Regions from separate parts of the Mus musculus genome. Here region 1 is linked to region 2. Evidence: chromatin contacts called from public Hi-C data. All regions are on one chromosome and are shown on one strand. Each heading gives the region's core, a stretch centred on a gene start, on an enhancer-like site or on the middle of the called end of the contact. The rest is flanking DNA. Distances are from core to core; before and after follow the strand shown. Region 1 overlaps Ncam1 (neural cell adhesion molecule 1). Region 2 overlaps Ncam1 (neural cell adhesion molecule 1).

What was found. Hi-C and Micro-C count contacts between places; a contact is called where the count stands out from the background.
Region 1: a Hi-C map of cerebral cortex shows a contact between it and region 2, with 2.0 times the contacts expected there. The contact joins two enhancer-like sites. A contact is called at or near these places in 5 of 484 Hi-C or Micro-C datasets (cerebral cortex, cortical neurons, forebrain and 1 more) and 1 of 115 datasets of contacts at active chromatin or transcription factors (neural progenitor cells).

Annotation. Positions count from the first base shown.
Region 1 is chr9:49,721,268-49,724,619 of GRCm38.p6, reverse strand. All of the region lies in intron 1 of Ncam1 (neural cell adhesion molecule 1), which reads left to right. Among named protein-coding and RNA genes, the nearest start is that of Ncam1, 76 kb to the left of the region's middle. Within about 2 kb of position 1,514, at least 30 of the 459 cell types and tissues checked have an H3K27ac peak or open chromatin away from gene starts, as enhancers often do. A contact at or near this core is called in cerebral cortex and forebrain, where this site is marked.
Region 2 is chr9:49,617,615-49,620,675 of GRCm38.p6, reverse strand. The region is part of intron 1 of Ncam1 (neural cell adhesion molecule 1); the gene reads left to right. Among named protein-coding and RNA genes, the nearest start is that of Gm11149, 100 kb to the right of the region's middle. Within about 2 kb of position 1,770, at least 14 of the 459 cell types and tissues checked have an H3K27ac peak or open chromatin away from gene starts, as enhancers often do. A contact at or near this core is called in cerebral cortex and forebrain, where this site is marked.

The DNA.
Region 1 (3,352 bases), core at 265-2,764, 100 kb before region 2:
ACTAAAAAGTTTTGATAGTCAATCAAGAACAAGAGCAATAGAGTGTATTGTTCTGAGGGTCTCTGGGGACTCTCTGGCCCACAATTCAAATGGAGGTATCACACACCTGGAGCTGGGATTTTTGTTTAATAAGCTATGGATTCTGGTAGGAGTATTATCAGTCTCATGTAGGGTGCCTCTGTTCACACTATTTTTGTTATATTTTAATGAGCTTGTGAAATAGCAGGTTCCCACACAGTTTTTTCACACCTCCTTATTGTTATGCATTATCTCAGTCTCTCCTCCACTCTCCCTCATCCCCCTCACTATTTAACCCCCCTCCATTATTCCCCTACCCCTTTCATACCACCTGGGACTTACTTCTATTGTTTTAAAAGAATATGGCATTAAAATTATTATTTTAGACAGACATGGTGGCTCAGGTCTGTAATCCTATCTCTTGGGAACTGGAGCAGGAAGATGAGGTCATAGGGAATTAGAGGCCAGCCTGAGCTACATATTCCTACAAACAAGCCTCAGCCCACCGCTGTAACTAAGCCCAGTAAACTCACTGGCTCACTAAGCCAGACTTAGAGGGGTTCATTTTGTTGGCTTGTCAACAGTGTCCTGACTGTGGCTTTGGGATTCTCAGATGCATCGCTGACATACACCAAGTGTTTCTGATTCAGAGTATTCCCACAGAAACGAGCTTATTGAGTTTTCATCATAATTTCTTGAGAAAAAAAAAAAAGCTCAGCCTGCTTTAAGGATGAGGCAATTAAAAGGCAAAACAGATGCATGAATTGCTCAAAGTGACACCCAGAAAGAACCAAGAACCCTGGCCTGGGAATTTTCATTGCTTTGATCTTATCTGATACTAGGCTGCCTGGGATATGGTCTTTGCCTAGTCTCAGGCTAAAATTTCCCAAATGGTAATAAAATATCAATCAAAATCAAACAATATCAGTTACATGCTTGTTCTGATAAAGGAACCTCTTGTCCACAGGGACCCTGACCTTGTTGTCTCTGGGACCCCTGTCCAGCCCAGAGTCTGTTACATGGAAGGAATGTATTCCAAGAATCTCTGGACCTGGGTTGACTTAAGAGTGAAGTATTTTTCTCCTGCACCCAGACCACCTTTGATTCCTTTCTATTCAATCAACACACCAAAGCAGACTCTAAACTTTGCAGTTATCTTTGACTGCTTTCAAAGAGTCCTCTTTATATTCCCATTTTCCAGCATTCCCAGAGTTTCTACACCACTCCGTTAGTTCTTCTGACATGCCCTCATACTTGTCTCTCTTGTCCCTGTTCCGGTCCCCCAGCCTTCCAGCCTCTGGCTCCACTAATGCAAGACAAGTCTCCCCCAAATACAGCTCTCCTCCAAAGGCTCAACCTTCTTAGAGTGTGGGGGTTTGAGAGCTTGTCTGAGCCAGGTCACCTCCAAGAAAAGAGACCATTCTAAAGCATAGTCCCAGAGGATGACTGGCTCACCAGCGGGTGTGGGCACCACCCACAACTCTGCTTTCCTGAGACCCAGCCAAGGATCTTGGCTTTGTCCCACACTACATCTTGTTATTCCCACCATCTGCAGTCCTCATGGATTCTCCCCAGCATGCCCACGACAGCCCAGGTCTCTTTGTCTGGTGTGGAGACACTCTCGGTGACCCAGTTCCAACATACTGTTCAAATGATCTCTGCCTAATCCCTAAATCAGTGTTCCAGCCAAGATGTGCGACTCACCATTCCTTCAACAAGCCCACCGCTTTCTCACTTTCCTGTCTCTTTGCCCTTTTAAGGCAGTGTTCTCTACACAGAGTCTCTCCCATCACCCTCCCTCTGCCTCAGGCTAACCTTGCCTCAAGAAGAACCCCTGGGTCTGTCTTCTCTGCTTGAAGCTGAAAGGATGTTCTCAGCTCTGGGAGCTCACAGACCTTTGCCTGCCTGCCCCGGATTTATCCTACTCTGTTTTTACATTGTGATAACTTTATGATCATTTTCTTTGCCTACTACAGCCTCGGCAAGAATTGTGTCTTATTCTGTATCCCTCTTTATCAGGCTTAGCAGACTGGTATTGATTAGAATGAGCAACTGCTTTGGTGACCAAATATTTGGAAACACCATGCTGAAGAAAACTCTAGCCAGCATTGGGAGGAAACAGGACTTCAGTATCTCCAAAACTATTCGGGTTTGGGAAACCTGTAAAAACCTAGGCAAGACAGCTTGAACCTAGGATCCCAATACTAGGGAAAGAGATGAGACAATCCCTTGGACTTGATAGCTACCCAGTCTAAAAGAATCATTAAACTCCAGGTAGACATGATAGACCCTGCTCTGTATCTGGTGTGGAAACACTCTCAGTATGTAGCTGTACCAGCAAGATCTTGATGGAGACCCCCCCTCCGTCAGTAGATAAGATGGAAGAGTGATCGGAAGAGGACAGGGTTCTCGTGAGCAAGAGGTTCCTTTATCAGAGCAAGTGTGTAACTGCTATTGTTTGATTTTGATTATTGTTTTATTACTGTTTGGGCAATTTTAGCCTGAAACTAGGCTAAGACTTTATCCCAGGAGGCCTTAGTGTCAGATAAGATCAAAACAATGAGAATTTCCAGGCCAGGGCTCTTGGTTTTCTCTGGGTGTCACTTTGAGCAATTAATGCAACTGTTTTGCTTTTTAATTGCTTCAGCCATGTACAAATCATACACATGTAAACCTCTGGCTTTTACACACTTATTCATACGGGTGTGTATGTGAACATACACATTCACACACACACATGCATACATACACGCACACACGAGCACAGATATTAATGTTTGGCCCCATAGAGTTGAAATTAGCCACAGACTTTAAGATATGATAAAGATGATGAGGGAACACCTCTTGTCCTACCTGCCTGTGCTGGTTGCTATGAGACTGCTTCCCTGAGTAGTAGAAATGGGTTTCCTGTTTAAAATCAGGCTTCATGTGTTAGCTCTGGCTATCCTTGGGAGAAATGGCTATTTATTTCTTGGGATGTGGTTGCCGGGTTTCACAAATTCTATGAGACCTGATGTGAATGTTCATCTCCAGAGCTGTAGACACCTCATCATGTATGTAAATGTTGCCAGTTTGTCTAATTATACATCTCAGATTTACATAGAAATAATATGCCTAACCAAAGGGAAAACTTAACTGATTAGAAACAACTGCCTTCTACATCTGTTGACCTTTGGGTGTTCAGTGAGGCAAAGGCTGTGTAGAATGTGTGTGAGGTTGCAGTAGTAATACAGTACATATCCTACTATGTTTTATCCAGAAGGAATTTTGCATTGAGTAAATTTGGGCTAACTTGAATACTTGAATTTGACTAGCTGAGGATTTGTTTGTTTTT
Region 2 (3,061 bases), core at 521-3,020:
AGGAGGAGCTGAGCCAGGCCATGGTACTGAGGTTACTCTCTGGGACACCAGACACTCTGCTGATACTCTAAGACGACAACCTTCCAAGTGGTGACTCTGGCCTGCCTCCGGCTCCTAAATTCAAATCTTGAATCTTAAATGGGCCTTAGCCTGAACCACAGCAACTGTGGCACAATTGAAAGGACTCAAAGTACAGAGAGCAAAACTTGCAGAGCAGAGCCTTGTCCACTTGCAAAAGCTCCAGCCTGCTCAGCCAGCACACATGGGAGCCGGGGAGAGCACGAGAAAACAGCTGGATCAAACTGACCTTCTTTCATGATCTCAAAATAATTCCTCAAAGTGAAAAAGTCCTTTCTGCTGGGGAGGCTGTAAGTGACTAGTCAGTTGGACATGGCTAGGAGACAGTCCCCTGCCTGCACAAGTCAATACAGCTTTCATTTTTAAAGGAGGCTTGCCATTCTATAGAACAAGCCATAAAGTTGCCTAGTTAGCGCATGTTTTCTGAGATCCCACACTCCACCCTTGAGCTTGAGGAAAGACATCCTACCCCTCTCTCATCCTAATCTCCCACATCCTCTGTCAGTGTTCCCTGAAGCTCTTCCTACAGAGCAGGGGCTGCAGGATGACACTGGCCAGCCAAACCTTAGTAGTGGTTTCTCAGCTTGGACCCTGTCACAAACCAGTAGTGTGTCCTCTTGCTTCAAGTGCAACAAACACTCATTGAGGACCCCACTGAGCAACTCCCTGGTCCTCAGCCTCTCTGGATTTGGTAGCTCGATTAAGACATGCCTTGAACACTATGATAAGGCACCATGACCAAGGCAACATTAAGAGAAAACATTTGATTGAGCTCACAGTTACAGAGGATGAGTCTATGACCATCACAGTGGGGAACATGGTAGCCCACAGACATGGTACTGGAGCAGTAGCTGAGAGCTAATATTGATCCACAAACAGGAGATAGAAAGAGACAAAGATAACTGGGAATGACATGGGCTTTTGAACCCTTAAAGCCCACCCCCAGTGACACACCTCCCTCCAACAAGGCCACACCTCCTAATCCTTCCCAAACAGTTCCACCATAGGTGGGCGTATGGGAAGGGGGAATAAGCATTCAAACTTAATGAGGCTATAAGGGCCATTCTCATTCAAGACACCAGGAAGGATAGAAGGCAGGTGTGGTTGTCAAGGATATACCAAAAGGAACCCCCAGCAGGATGACAGGCCTCAAGGATGGAGGAGGTCTAGGGACCACTCCACGGACTGTAATCGCAAGAAAACACCCCTCTACACATTGCCTTCAGATAGCCAGTGACCTTAGAACTGGTTCATCTAATTGGAGAGGGGGAGTGGGTTCTAAAGAAAGCTAAAAATATTTGAGAAGCGCCCTAAACTTAAGCTCACAGTGAGTTGGAAGAACACATCACTTGTGTGAGTCTAGCTGGAGCCAGAGATAGATTTCAGGCATCCTCCTCTGCTTCTTTCAACCATATATTTTAAAACCGTCTCTCACTGAGCCTGGAGCTTGTTAGCTTGGTAACACGACCAATGAGCCCTAAACAAATGAATATTTGTTTTCAACCCTTAAGGTCAGAGCTCAGGCTTTGCAACTTTGACACACCACATGTGGAGGTCCTGGTGGTGAGGCCCTGTCTTTGCACATGGTACTCAAGTGTAAAAGCTGTAGAACCTTGCTGGGGCCATGGCACATTTCCACAACTCCGCGTTTGAGCTCCTCTGCTTGAAACATGCCGGCTCCCTTTCTTTTTATAGCAAACGGAGACAGCAACTGTCACACATGGCCTGGCAACTTCTCGTCTCCAAGCCAACATGTGAAAGGAGTCAGGGTAATGTGTTCTAAAAATATTGGTGCAGTGCTGAAAAATGCATATTTCCAACATGTTCTCCTTCAGATCCCTTTGCCTTGGCAGGCAGGCAGGCATTACCTCTGCATGCTTTCTGCGCTGTGCATACCAGGCCCATCCTTAGCCAGGGCGACTTTGCCATTGTTCATGCTCTTCATGAAAGTGGCACCAGTAGATAATCATAGAGAATTTTAAATATTATTTAGTGGTCCAGCCAACAAAACTATTGAGGCTGGGAGATGGCTAAGTAGGTAAAGAGCTACCCACACAAGCACTGAGTCCTGGTTTCTGATCTCAGCACCCGTGTAAAAGACAGGCATGCTGGCATATGCCTGTAACTCAACTCTGGGTATGACAGAGACAGATGGATCCTGGGGACCTGCTGGTCAGCTAGTCTAGCCAAACAACAAGACAGGCTCCAGGCTCGGTGAGAAACCCTGTCTCAAAAAAATAAGTGGACAGAGGTAGAGGAAGATACCCAAAGTCAATATGGTGAGTGCAGCCATCTATAAATGAGCACATGGATGCAGACATGTACACAATGATAAAAACATATACAAATTCCAAAAGCAAAACTACTGTATAGTCACTATTATATTGTCACATATATTTGTATATATATGCACATATATAAACATATGTGTATGTGTGTGTGTATGTACCTGTACAAGTACATATATGCATATATAAAACCTTTGGTCCCTCTTTTAAAAAATGTGAAGGGCAATGTGTAAGCAGACAGGCAAGTAATGGGGCAGGAAGATAGTCAAAGTGACAAGTAAAGATGCACCATGTGACATTAGGGAAGCGCTAATGCACAGCAGGAGCTTGTGGGAAGAGTGTTAAGAATCAGGGAAGACTTAATTGAAAAGACCAGGCTTTATGTAGGACTTCCTAGAGAGGGCTGCCATCAAGAAAGTGTTCCTTCCAGCAGAGGAAAGAGAGAGGACAGGTGTGAAGTGCCTTGAACCGCAGGCAGCACAGCATGCCTAGGACAGGGAGCATGCTCAAGGAACAGACTGCAGGGAAGATATGGGACATAGCTTCAATGAAACCCAGAGACATCTTTACATCTTACATTGGGAGCTTTGACTCAAGCATCTTGTTAGGTGGGAGACCAAGCCACCTCAACCCCCCCCCCCCCCAAATGGCATCATGATACCTGCACAGTATACAGATGGCCTTGATATCAGTAG